2 separate regions of the Danio rerio genome follow, and region 1 is linked to region 2. The links are chromatin contacts, called in public Hi-C maps. All regions are on one chromosome and are shown on one strand. Each heading gives the region's core, a stretch centred on a gene start, on an enhancer-like site or on the middle of the called end of the contact. The rest is flanking DNA. Distances are from core to core; before and after follow the strand shown. Region 1 overlaps tle2b (TLE family member 2, transcriptional corepressor b). Region 2 holds the start of trnaq-uug (transfer RNA glutamine (anticodon UUG)).

Region 1 (7,301 bases), core at 365-2,864, 110 kb after region 2:
AGACGTCACCCATTCAAAGTGAATGGGGCGTGACACTTTGAAATAATGGTCCAAAAATTTTAATGTATAATAATAAGCTTGTACAGCATTTATTAATTATAGTTCAACGTTAACAAATGCATTATTAAAATCTAAAGCAACAGTAACAGTAGGTAATGCACTATGAATTAACATTAACTAACATGAGCTTCTAACTTAAATACCATTAACTAACATTAACAAAGATGAATAAATACTGTAATTAATCTATTACTAGCTTTATTAACTAACGGAGCATTATTTTAAAGTGTTATCAAAATATCTATTTACAAAAGAAATGCATAATAATTCAAATATTTTTACAAAAACAAATAATATACCTACTGTCATGTCAGAATTATTAGCCCCCTTTGAAACTTTTTCCTTTTTTAAATATTTCCCAAATAATTTGTAACAGAGCAAGAGAATTTTCACAGTATGTCTAATAATAATATTCCTTCTGGAAAAAAAGTTTTATTTGTTTTATTTCAGCTAGAATAAAAGCAGTTTTTAATTTTTTAAAAGCCATTTATTTTAAGGTCAAAATTATTTTTTTCAATATTCTACAGAACAAACCATCATTACATAATAACTTGTCTAATTACCCTTACCTGCTTAGTTAACCTAATTAACCTAGTTAAGCCTTTAAATGTCACTTTAAGCTGTATAGAAGTGTTTTGAAAAATATCTAAAATATTATTTATTGTCATCATGGCAAAGATAAAATAAATCAGTTATCAGAAATGAGTTAATAAATCTATTACGTTTAGAAATGTGTTGAATCTTCTCTCCTTTCAACAGAAATTAGGGGGAAAAATAAAGAGGGGGCTAATAATTCTGATTTCAACTGTACAGTATATAATCAGATGACCCACAAGGGCCTTCTTGTTTGTAATGCAACTGGATTGTGTGTTTGTGTACACATGTGCAGGAATGCGTCCTCATCGCCTCTCTGTAAGTGCTTTTCCCTCGCACATTTAATTACCCATGAGCCTCTGCATGTGTGCATATATGTGTGCCCGTGTCCTCCTTTGTGTGTGTGTCTGATTCTCAGTGCTTTACTGCTCTCTTTTCCTCCCTCGTTCTGTTTCTTTTCTTCCTTTTTCCGAATGGAAGGGCCATCAATCAGAAAGAAAGAGAGAGAGCGAGAGAGAAAGAGAGAGGAGAGGGGGAGATTGGCGGAGCGCCAGGGGAAGAGAGGCTGGCACGATGCCCAGAGAAAAAGAGAGAAAAGGAGAGAGAGCACTAGAGCGAGCCAAAATGAGAGAAGGAGGGAATTTAAGAGAGAACAAGCAGAGATAGAGAGAAAGAGAGAGAGAGAGAGAGAGAGCTGTGTGACAGATGAGAAGAAGAGAAAATGAGGGCTTTATTGAATACCTCTGTGCCTGTGACCACAATCAGTGATTAGAGCTTCATTGCTTAATATCTGCCTTTAAATGTTTGAAGAGAGAGAGAGAGAGAGAGAGAGAGAGAGAGAGAGAGAGAGAGAGAGAGAGAGAGAGAGAGAGAGAGAGAGAGTCCATTAGACATAAAGGGGGCAGGCTGATAAGACCAAGCGTGCATCCGGGGGCATCACTTTAAAGGAGCATGGATGTGTGTGTGTGTGTGTGTTGTGTGGCTTCTTTATTCTCACTTTTTTTTATGGTTCTGCTGTCTCTGTCTCTTTCACACACACACACCTCACTGCATTGGCTGTAATGATAATGCCAGAGCTATTAGAAAGGCTGTCTCGCACTACTGCTGGAAAAAACACACACACACACACACACACACACAAACACACACACACACACACACACACACACACACACACACACATACCTGCATATATGGTTTATGAAAACTCTCTTTTGGCACAATGATCTTACCCCACCCCTACAACTAAACCCAGCCCTCACAGGACACATGTGGCATTTGAATACAAAAAGACTTGTTAAGTATGATTTTTTAGTGTTTTGAATTATGAGGACAATGGCTATGTCCTCATAAACCATCGTAATAGAATACAATTAAGTCATGTCCATGTCATTATACAATTGTGTCCTTGTAAACCGCATAAACCTAGACAGAATCCGGATGGATGGACGGATGGATAGATGGATGGATGGATGAATGAATGGATGGATGGACAAAAAATCTGATGGAAAAATTAATAGATAGTTTGGCGGCTGGATGGATGGACACTCAGATTGATGGGAATGGATGGATGGACAAAAAAAATTGATGTAAAAATGAATAGTTTGTTAGACAGATGGATGGAAACTGCAATGGATGAATGGATGGATGGATGGACAAAAAATCTGATAGAAACATGAATAGATAGTTTGGTGGATGAATGGATGGATGAATGGATGGACAAAAAATCTGATGGAAAAATTTATAGATACTTTGGCGGATGGATGGATAACTGGATGGATAACTGGATGGAGAGAGTGACAGATGGATGGATGGATGGGCAAAGTGACAGATGGATGGATGGATGGATGGATGAATGGATGGATGGATGGATGGGCAGAGTGACAGATGGATGGATAGATGGATGAGCAGATGGACAGAAAGATGGATGGACAGATGGATGGATGGATGAATGAATTAATGGATGGATGGATGGATGGATGGATGGATGGATGGATGGATGGATGGATGAATAGGATGAATAGACAGACAGGCTTCAACTGTAAACGATCAGTTGAATGAAATTTTAATCTTATCCAATTGTGTTTTAAATGTAAACAGATACATTTATAAACTGAATTCAAACCACATCTACATATCTTACTAGTGTAAACAGTTACAACATATGACACTGGTTGTTTACTGCATCCAAACCACATAGATTTTAGCTTTAAATGTGAAGTCAAATCGCATTAAATGTTTTGTGTGTCACTTTCTTTTATCTTTTCCGTTGTGTACTCTGTCCTGCCCTAGATGTGCAACAATTGGGCGAGAAGGCTGTCAATTATCTCTATGACTCCACTCTGCGCACCAATCAGGAGCGGCGCACCAATCATGGTTTAAAAATACGTTCGCTTGTGCAGTTCAGGAGGAGCGCCTGATTTTAATGAAACTCTTCACATGTGTCGACCAGCCTGTTAACTTGTGTTTATATTATTTTGTTGTTTAGCTTGTTTCTCGTTTAAGTGCTTTATTCCTTGGATAAGTTTGTGCAGCTCAGATTTTTAGGAAGTCGAACGATATTTATGAGAATTGGATTATCAAATAAGATCTTGTTTTGCTAACTGCTAACAGTGTGTACTTTACGAGAATTCTAGTAGTTCTGAGCAGAATAGTTTTCTTGTGTTAGTTAGTTCATGAAGGAGTTGCCACACTTGTAATTATGTTTTGAATAGTTAAGCTTCACATACGCTGAAGATTATGGTTTTGTCTGCATTTTTCTTTGGCTAGTTTAGTGGGTTGGGATTTAGTTAGATACATTCATTCATTTTCTTTTTGGCTTAGTCCCTTTATTAATCTGGGGTCGCCACAGCGGAATGAATCGATAACTTATCCAGAATATGTTTTACGCAGCGGATGACCTTCCAGCTGCAACCCGTCTCTGGGAAACATCTATACACACTCCTTCACACTAATCCACTACATACAATTTAGCCTACCCAATTCTATACCGCATATCTTTGGACTGTGGGGGAAACAAGAGCACCCGGAGGAAACCCACGTGACGCTGGGAGAACATGCAAACTCCACACAGAAACGCCAACATGCCCAGCTGAGGCTCGAACCAGCAACCTTCTTGCTGTAAGGCGACAGCACTACCTAATGTGCCACCACGTCACCCCTTTAGATTATTTTGTTATATTTATTTCTTCATTTTGGCAACACTCCTGTTTTTTGTTTGATTCGGTTATTTAAGGTACATTTTGAATTCCTATATTCATTGTTTAATATCATTGTTTAATAAATTGTTATTTTTGTTTTGCACATTTATTTGTTGTGTTCTCTTATTTTCACAAAGCACCAGTAGAAACTCACTTAATGTTACGACTCATCCATGACAACATAAACAAGTAACACGGAATCGAACGATCTTAATCCAAATCCAAACCACATCAAGAGGGTGAATATTCTTGCTGCCATGTGATTGGCTGACTAGATATTTGTGTTTGCAAGCACTAGATCAGGTGTACACAACAATTCAGAAATGAGTGCAGATTTACAGAAAAACATACAGATAAAGCAGACAAAAGGACACACACAGACAGAGAGAACAAAACATTTATATACAGACCCCTGACCGAATACATGCATGCATTCTGAGATTCAGTGAACACATGTTTTCAAATTCAGTGAACTATAATTGAGATGCCAATCATGTGCAAAAGACATCATCTGAGCAGTGCTGAAAATCATGTGGCAATTTCACACAGCCTAGAATTCTAAAACACACACACATACATACAAACACCTATCTATATGGGGATTTCCTATTGACGTAATGACTTTTATACTGTGCAAACTATATATTCCATCCCCATACTCCAAACCTACCCTTAAACCAAACTCTTAAATGAATCTGCATTTTTACATTTTCAAAAGTCAAAAAATGGTTAAATCAAGGTCAAAATCTACTGGTATTTTCATATACAAGTGTCCCCACAATGTCAGGAAGACATGGTGTGCACACACACACACGTGCGCGCACACACACTCTGAACTATCTAGATCTCTGTCTATCCAGCAATCATATCTTAATCCAGTGTTTTAAATCCACAGGGATAGAAGTGAGACCTACAGAGACTGACAGGAAATAAATAAATAAATAAACGAATAAATAAAAGTACTACGATGAAAGCAGGATTAGAGGAAGGGCGGAGACGCAGAAATCTGGAATCCTATTAAGAGCAAATCAGTTTGTTGAATGAAAGCACGATGACAGAAGCTCCACCCACAAGTGGGAAGCTCTCGACAAAACTTTACACTGATATTTTATTTCCCTTCCTGTGACATTTGTCTGTTTCTTGTCTTTCTCCATCACTCTCCATTCATCTGTGCCAGCTCACACAGAAAGTGTATGATTACCCCCTTCCTCACATGCCAGAAAAGACTGATGTAGAGGGAAATCAGTCTGAGGAACAAAACGAGAGGCACACACAGGCACTGGCTATTCTTACAGAAGATACTAACATTAAATATCAATGAAGTGGGGGCATGTTAATAGATCGCCAAAGACCAAATCATCAAATCATGGATCATCTGATGCATATTTGTCTACAAAAATAAGGATTCATATATCATATTTTACGTAATCAGTATTTATTTTTTGATTCATGAATATTATATTATTTAAAAAAATTATTCCACTTTATAGTTTTAGCTGTGTCTTGGTTTAATGTTATAAGTATGTGTGTAATTATGGAGCATCGTGAGAGATTTGACCCTCCCTAAAACCCCATTAAAACCATATAATTGCACGCACACACACACACACACACACACACACACACACACACACACACACACACACACACACACACACACACACACACACACACACACACACACACACACACACACACACACACGCACACACACAAACGCACACAGGGGATTCAATGAGAATGAATTGCATCCACTGATAGTGTTGTTTATTTGTATTGCCATGCGTATGTGGTTTCAGGGTTTCAGTATCCAGTTCACAAAAAGATTTGTATAAACCAGGTTTGTTAAATGCAAGGTGCATGGTCAAGTTCTTCCTTTTAAAACCCAAAGTACTGTATAGGATGCACATTTCACTCAACTATTCCAATGCCTTCTGTATTTAAAACAACAACAAAGTATTATAACAAGTTATATATCCTATTTTTATGACAGTTATTGAAATCAGACATTAATTAAACCTGATCCAAACCACACATTTCAGATGTGAATGGTCAAATCACTGGTCATGGTAAATCTATAAACCAAATTCAAGCCATATCCACATATGTTTAATTTAAGTGTAAATGGATAAAATACATGAAACTGAACTGATTTATAAACAAGATCCTTACTACATCCTGATGTATCCCAAACTCAGATCACATAAAATCAGATACTTTTAATCCAGATCCAAACTGCATCCATATATTTGTGAACTGTCAGATTGCATGACCCCAGATGTTAATATTAAGAATCCAAACAATTTCCATATGTGTTACAAATGAAAACAGATCACATGAAATCAAACATCTGTAATCTGAATCCAAACCATATCAAAAACAAACAAGCGTAACAAGTATGAATGGTATAAGATCACATGAAATCAGATGTTTATAATCCAGATCCAAACCACATCCATATATGTAACAAATGTGAACTATCAGACCGCATGTAAATATAAGATGTATAAAATGTAAATAATCAGAATCCAAAGAATATCTATTTTTGTTACAAATGTAAACAGTCAGATCACATGAAAACTGACATTTGTAGTCTGGATCGAAACCACATCCATATATGTTTCAAAGGTGAATGGTCAGAACAAATTCAAATTAGACATTGTTATTCTGGATTCAAACCATATCAAAAAATGTAACAAGTGTGAACGGTAAGACCACATGAAATCAGATGTTTATGATCCAGATCCAAACCACATCTATATATATAACAAATGTGAATGGTCAGATCGCATGACAACAGATGCAAATAATCAGAATCTATATCCATGTATGTTACAAATGTGAACGGTCAAAACACATGAAATCAGACATCTGTAATCTGAATCTAAACCATATCAAAAAATGGAACAAATGTAAACGGTAAGATCACATGAAATCAGATGTTTATGACCCAGATCCAAACCACATCCATATATGTAAAAAATGTGAACGGTCAGATCGCATGATGGTATCAGATGTTAATAATCCAATTCAAAACTCTATCCATATATTTTACAAATGTAACCGGAAAGATCGCATGAAATCATATGTTTATAATCCAGATACAAACCAAATTCATTTACAGTATGTGACAAATGTGAACTGTCAGATCACATGAAAACTGACATTTGTATTCTGGATCTAAACCGCATCCATATGTTACAAACGTGAATAGTCAGAACACATGAAATCAGACGTCTGTAATATGGATCCAAACCATATTAAAAATTTTACAAGTGTTAATGGTAAGATCACATGAAATCAGATGTTTATAATCCAGATCCAAACCACATCCATATATGTTACAAATGTAAACGGTCAGATCACATGAAAACTGACATTTGTAGTCTGGATCTAAACCGCATCCATATGTTACAAATGTGAATAGTCAGAACACATGAAATCAGA
Region 2 (7,723 bases), core at 1,684-4,183:
ACCACGTGCTTGAATAGGTGAGTCAAGGGAAAATATTTCTAAACACAGAACGTACACACATTTATAGGCAGACATTTCCCCAACAGAATTGCCTCTATGTTGTGTTCTAGAAATAGCATTTCATTAACCCTTGCTACCTCTGACAAACAAATCAGCTCAATTTTCTTAAAATGTATTCGAGATAAATAAAAATAAATAAAGACATTACAACATCTAGCGCGACACAACAAATAACCGCGAGCTAAGCTAACGTTAGCAAACTCGCTAGCTCGTTTTATACACGAGTTCTCGAGATTAAGCTGTACCAACTGTGATTAAAACGACGTGAAAATATGAAGCAAAATGTGAGAATTGCAGTTACACCCACGGAAAACATGTCAGTTCATAAAAGCCTCTTCAGTTGATTTTAATTGTACGCCCTGCTTTGCAATTCTGATATGTACCTGAAGGGGGCAGCTCGTAGCACATTTTACCGTTATTCTAGTGATTGCAATCTATATTAGAAGCAAATTAGGGCATTTGCAGTGATTAGAATTAACACACACGTGGGCGCACAAACACATTAGAAAATATCAATAAAATAATGAAACATTTGAAAAATGTAGAAAACATCAAGTGATACTGCTGTCCCTTTTGAAACAACAAACAAAAGATAATAGATCGATATCATTGATCGTATTTAATCAATGACTTTTTTAAATAACAAGACTAATTCAGGTGGTATAACATCATAATGTGATGCAATTTGTCAAAACAATATTTATTTAATAATAATTTGTGACATATGTAAAAAAAAAAAACAAGTTTATCTTGTAAGTCAAATTGAAAACATTTTTTATTCATTCATTTTCCTTCGGCTTAGTCCCTTTATTCTTCAGGAGTTGCCACAGCGGAATGAACTGCCAACTTATCCAGCATATGTTTTACACTGCAGATGCCCTTCCTGCTGCAACCCAGTACTGGGAAACACCCATACACACTCATTCACACACATATACTATGGCCAATTTAGTTTACTTAATTCACCTGTTACACATGTCTTTGGACTGTGTGGGAATCTGGAGTACCTGGAGGAAACACATGCAAACACGGAGAACATCCGTGTGCATCCTTGTGCAAACTCCACACAGTAATGCCAACTAATGATCATTTCTGTGTGGTCAACGTCTTGCTGTGAGGCGACAGTGCTAACCACTGAGCTCCATGTCACCTAAACATTTTTTTAAATATCAATTTTTTATTCACAAATAAATGTAAAATAAGTAATTAAAATGTTAACACACTAAATTGCCTACATTTTTATTCAAAATATAACCAGTTGGCTCATAAAAACTGACCACATATTTAACAAAAACAGCTTAAACCAACCTAAGCTGGTTAGCTGGTTTTAGCTGGTCACCAGCCTGGTTTTAAAGGTTGTTTTGACTTTTTCAGGTTTCCAGCCATTTCCACCCTGGTATTAGCTGGTCAGGCTGGGAGATGACCAGCTAAATCCAGATTGACCAACCTATCAGGCTGAAAGCCCAGCTATAACAAGCTATGTCTAGCTTAAACCAGGCTGGTCAAGCTCACACACACACACACACACACAAACAAATGGTTGTGTATTGGTTTTGTATTTAGAAACATTTCTTTCGTTATTTATATTAGACATCATTACATTATTTTGACACCTGTATACAGCATCTTTTATAAGTTGCAGTTTGCTGTGGTTTAGTTTTGGTAAAAACAAATTATATAATTATATAAATTATAAATTAATTAATTGTATATAAATTATAAATTATATAATATTGGTATTAGAGCTGCACAATATATCGTTTTAGCATCGATATCGCAGTGTGCACATCTGCAATAGTCACATAGCAAAGATATGCAATGTTGAGTCTGGATTATAGTTGAACATGAGCCAAAAATTAATTATTGTATTTATTTATTGTATTTATACAGAATTTATACGATTTATGCAAAAATGATTATTATTTTTTAACATTATCATTATTATATTATTATATAATATTATTATTATTATTATCCCACAGGAAGATAATTTAGCTTGTCATTTTAAAGAAAACTCTTAATTTTAGCTTATGTCTTCTGAAGTTCAAAACAAGTTCTTAATCTAAGAATCTTTAGATATTTAGTCTAGAAATGAGAAAAAGCATAAGAAAATCATATTTTGCATTGTGATTTTTTAAATTTATGTACCTGCATACTGTTAAACGTCCCAGAAAACTATTCAAACCATCTTGTGAAACTGTATTCATATCGCAACAATTATTGCAGAATAAAATATAAAATATCGCAATACCAAATATTGTGATGGTATTTTTTGGAAAATGTTTAATTTTAATAACAATATATTTAAGTATGGCAGCTCGAGAAGGTAATTAAATGAATGAATTTTCAATAGTAAAAATGTTTTAGAATTTATTTAAATAATTTTTACTACAACGTTACCTAATTGCAACCAAATTACAACATTGTAAAATGTTTCAAAGGCGATATTATGAATCCGTTAATCTGCTGACTCATAAAAACTGATCAGAAATGCAGCATTGGATACGAACGGGCTCAAATAAAGACAAAACTGACATGCATTCAACAACAAAATTAATACATCTATGATAATAGCAGACTTATCTCTATATGCAAATGCACCGTCTTGCTTTCAGGTTGAAGCATCTTTTTTTGTCAGCATGAATCATCTTAATTATGGCTTGAATAATTGCTGCGATGGAATTTCAAATTTCGAGGTTTGATATCCTGTGAAGGGTGCAAATGTGCTTGAACAATTGTTTCTGTGTGTGTGTGTGTGTGTGTTTGGATGCTGATGTGGGTCATTACCCCTTCTCTGCCCCCTGGGGAAAGCAGGAAAGAGGAGGAGGGATGGATGGATGGATGGATGGATGGGGGGAGAATTGGAGGATCCCAAGGGAGGAGAATCCAATAAATCAGCCTGCCGTCTCCGTGCTGACATGAGGCTTGTCTGTGAGGGATGTGTGTATGTGTGTGTGTGTGTGTGTGTGTGTGTGTGTGTGTGTGTGTGTGTGTGTGTGTGTGTTTGTGTGTGTGTAGAGGGGATCACAACAACAGCACAGTCTTGTCTAGCCGTCAGTCACCTCCACTCTGGCCTGGAGACACACTCTACGCTATAGACTTTCATTGTTGCTCATTCATTAGTTTTTCTATGGCTGATATATTTATTTAAAAGCTGATGAGTCATCAGTTTTATATTTATCTTGAGCACATTCATAGCAAGGTCACATTCTTTCATTAGTAGACATTGCGATAATTAGCAGATCAAGTCGAGTGCTTAGTGTCACACTTAGAGAGGTTGTTTTTCATATGTTAGAATGTGTTTTGTTTAATGTTTTTTTCCTCTGAGCATAAAATTAGTAATTAGTAATACAACTGTTTTATAGAGAAATGTCATTCAGGGAAACATTCGTTTATACACCACAATATCTTGGCAGGCAGATTTAGAACAACAAAATATTTGACGACACATTAAAAGACGCAAATTTAAAGGGGTGGTTTTTTAAAAGTGGGCCTTGGGCCAATCAATGACCTTCAGATTGCTAGGTTTTATCTATTTGCCAGCTAAATATTTAAAATATAGTAAAAATGTAATTTTCTTTGATTTATTTTGATAAATACAGGTCAAAATAAGTGTTGTTTCATTTTTACAGATTTGTTTTTCTAAAACTGAACAACACTGAACATAATTTCACTCATATTTTGATGTTTTATTGTCACAAATGAAAGTAGAAATAAATAAAATGGAAATAATTAAATGTATAAAATTATATATATATATATATATATATATATATATATATATATATATATATATATATATATATATAATTTAAAAAAATGTAAAGAGTTTGTCGTTTTTCGTTGTACATTTAAGAATTTATGTATATATATTCCACTGTGGGGACCTTGGATTAATAAAGGGACTAAGCTGACAAGAATGAATGAATGAATGAATATATTCCATAGTAAAGTGGACAAAACACTTTACTTTTTTTTGGTAAATGGTGAAAGTAGATAGAAGTAGATAGAAGTAGATAGTAGATAGAAGTAGATAGTGGTCTGGTGGTGGTCTGGTGGTGTAGTAGATAGTGCTGTCGCCTCACAGCAAGAAGGTTGCTGGTTCGAGCCTTGGCTGGTTCAGTTGGCGTTTCTGTGTGGAGTTTGCATGTTCTCCCTTGTGTTGCAGCTGGAAGGGCATCCGCTGCGTAAAAACGTGCTGGATAAGTTGGTGGTTCATTCTGCTGTGGCGCCCCCGGATTAATAAAGGGACTAACCCGAAAAGAAAATGAATTAATGGATCCCTCCTCATATAATGAGTAGACGTCAATGGGGCCTATCATTGCTGGACATTATTTGTATGGAACTTTAAACAGTGTGCACACATGAAGCTCAGTCAAAAACTGTTAAGTCTTGGATTATACTGCTTGATGTTTTCAAATCTTTTGTTTCTAACTTCTAATGTACAGCTTTTCTGTTTATGTGTACTTTATGTATCTCAATGTGTAATAGTCATTTATTTGAATGTTTTAAAACTTCTACTCTTTATTTGGTTTAACATTATTCTTGTTTTTTATAGCAATCTTCTGACTTCTGTTAATGTAGAATAAGTCTACTTGGGTGGGGGGTTTGTTTTAAGATATAGTCATATGGTGTATCCTCATTATTCATTAATTTTCTTTTCAGCTTAGTCGCTTTATTAATCTGGGGTCACCACAGTGGAATGAACCGCCAACTTATCCAGCATATGTTTTATTCAGCGGATGCCCATCCAGCTGCAACCCATCACTAAGAAACATCCATACACTCTCATTCACTACAATTTAGCTTACCCAATTCACCTGTACCACATGTCTTTGGACTGTAGGGGAAACCGGAGCACCCAGAGGAAACCCACGCAAACACAAGGAGAAAAGCCAACTGACCCAGTCGAGGCTTGAACCAGCGACCTTCTTGCTGTGAGGTGATCGTGCTACTCACTGCACCACTGTGACGTCATAAGCTGTATCCTTTCTATATTAAACAAAACTGAAGTAATAAAATCAATTGTTCACAAACCAAGTAAATGGTGAAACAGACAGCCAATCAGAATCAGTCTTAGAATTTAAAGTGATAGACAAAACTGTAGAGCACACTTCTAATTAACAGAATATATTGTCCATTGCTGTAAATGTACCCAGCAGGCACACAACTACATGAGACGTTAATATTAGTCTTGATTTGATTTATTTACTTGATTTGATTGATTTAGGTCATGACGTCAGGACGTTATTATGATGTGCAATAACGATGTAAAATGACGTTGATATTTTGTTGATTTTAGGTTGTGTTGGAAAGTGACCAAAATCCAACATCGAGCCAACATCTTAAACCAACGTCATATTGACGTCATATACTGACACTTATTCATCAGGTATGGCAACCAAAATCCAACATCTGATAGACGTCATAATGGTAACACCCACACAACGTCAAGCTGTAACATCATTAGACATTGGGTTGATTTTAGGTTGGACGTTGGCCTGATGTTGGGTTCTGACGTCAACCCAATTTTCATTTACAGACAAAATGTAACGTCCCGATGACGAGGGTACAACATCAATCTGACATCATATTGACGTCCTGTGCCTGCTGGCTATTGTCTATTGATAAAATAGTTTACTTTTCAGTTATAATTCTTATTGTAAACAGACTTTTACCCATTTTTGTTCATTAAGACCCATTAATAATTAAGAACTGTAACTATTAGCAATAAAAAAAACTGCTACTACTTTAAACGTTCAAGCTCTTAAAAAAAGGATGGAATTATTATTTTAGTATGGTTTTTACAACATCATTGTAGTCATTGTCATTGAATGGCCCTTTAGTCTTTTGGCTGTTAAGATTATTCAAAAGTGGATGTTTTTGCATCAGGTTTACATTTATATGAAGTGCTTTTCTTAGCAAGGTCACATTCTGCTAAGTGCATATATCGCGACAAATCCTTAAGCAGAGAGTCAAGTACCACAAGTGTCACGCCGAGAGCAAAGCACCAACACAAATGCAAACAAATTATCTCTCCGCCGCTGAATAAGTGACCATTTCGGGCCTAAATATAGTCCTGTAATTGGAGAAAGTGAAGACACTGCTGTCAGTTTGATATATGTGCACAGGTATGTTTGCAGTCGAGTGTGTGAAACCATATATCTAGCATGTGAACTGTTCGAGGAAAGGCGAAACTAAAAGCTTTGTGTTTGTGATAAAGAAATATTTCTGTCACTTTTTGTTTTTTAGAATATTCATCTTGTATGAAAATTTGATTGTGGTTTAAAAGCTATTATTTAATTCTTAAAGGTCCCGTGAAGTGCTCTGAAATGTGCATTTTTATTCTATGTTTGACATAATCTTAACTGGAAAACTAGAAAGGTTGGGACGTAGTGTAGCTCCTCTCCGTTAAAAAAAAAAACAGCCTATAGCATTTCGAATCATCACAGTTTTGCAAGTGAGAGTGGTTGAGCTCAAGCGCATCAAATGAAAAGCACCTGAAAGGGCGTGGGGCATGTATGATTTTAGAGAGTATTTGTTTGGTCAAGATTTTATGAGAATTGAAAAAATCGTTGATCGATTTAGGTGGAAATGACAAATTGTACATGTTTATATTTGTTTTTTATCTTCTAAACGCAAATTTTGTCACTGTTTTGGAGCACACTAGCTAATATCCAGTTAATCCTTAAAGATATCCTTAAAGATTGAAACAGACTGAAACAAAAAAAAAAATGTGAATTTTAGTGTAGTGTAAAATAGTGTAAAAATATTTTTACTGCATTTTTGACACATTTAAAAGCAATGGTATTTGTAGGGGAAACTTCTGAAAATTTTCTTCAGCTTAGTCCTTTTATTCATCAGGGGTTGCCACAGTGGAATGAACCGCCAACTTATTCTTCATCTGTTTTACACAGTTGAAACACTCATACACTATGGCCCATTTAGTTTTTTATTAATCTATTGCACAAACTGCATACAAAAATGCCAACTGATCCAGCGGAGACTCAAACCAGCGACCTTCTTGCTGTGACCGTGCTCACACAAATTTATTTTTTGAAATTTCTATCATCTCTGCATAAACTTGAAAAAAACATTTTTTTTTTGAAAATGATTGTCATTTTATGCTTTCTGTTAGTAATGGTGTGAGTACTTGACAACCAAAACAACTATGCTGGACTATTGACTTTATTCTAAAGAAGCGGAAGTGCGCTCATTTTTGCAATTGTTTTAACTTCCGATTCAGTTACCTATAAGAGAAATGACTAGAAAGAATAAACCACAGACAAGTTTGTAGTTTGCTCTACAAACAAGTGTTTGCATGACTATACAAACAAAGCAGAAAAATATTATAAGAACATATCAGTTTGCAACATCAAGCACCATAACAAACTGTTTTTAACGTCTAAAAATGAATTAAAAGTGAATGAGACCGGAAGTCTCAAGCCAAAAAGATTTAAATGGCTGCATCCTCTGGTATTTACCTTGTTCTCAGCTGTCGAGCGGGCGCTGCCATTTGAATCTTTCTGTCTCGCGACTTCCGGTCACATTCACTTCCATTCATTTTTTGACGTTAACAACAGCTCGTTACGCTGCTTGATGTTGCAATTTAATATTTTCTTATTATATTATGCTACTTGGTCTGTGTAGTCATGCAAACATT

The links. A called contact is a pair of places that touch in the nucleus more often than the background predicts.
Region 1: a contact with region 2 is called in a Hi-C map of an unstated tissue, with 2.0 times the contacts expected there. The contact joins two enhancer-like sites. A contact is called at or near these places in 4 of 18 Hi-C or Micro-C datasets (embryo and an unstated tissue).

Annotation. Positions count from the first base shown.
Region 1 is chr22:21,562,792-21,570,092 of GRCz12tu, forward strand. The region is part of intron 11 of tle2b (TLE family member 2, transcriptional corepressor b); the gene reads right to left. Among named protein-coding and RNA genes, the nearest start is that of tle2b, 73 kb to the right of the region's middle. Within about 2 kb of position 1,615, at least 16 of the 62 cell types and tissues checked have an H3K27ac peak or open chromatin away from gene starts, as enhancers often do.
Region 2 is chr22:21,454,343-21,462,065 of GRCz12tu, forward strand. It overlaps trnaq-uug (transfer RNA glutamine (anticodon UUG)), which reads right to left and starts at 3; the gene lies at 1-3. Within about 2 kb of position 2,934, at least 17 of the 62 cell types and tissues checked have an H3K27ac peak or open chromatin away from gene starts, as enhancers often do.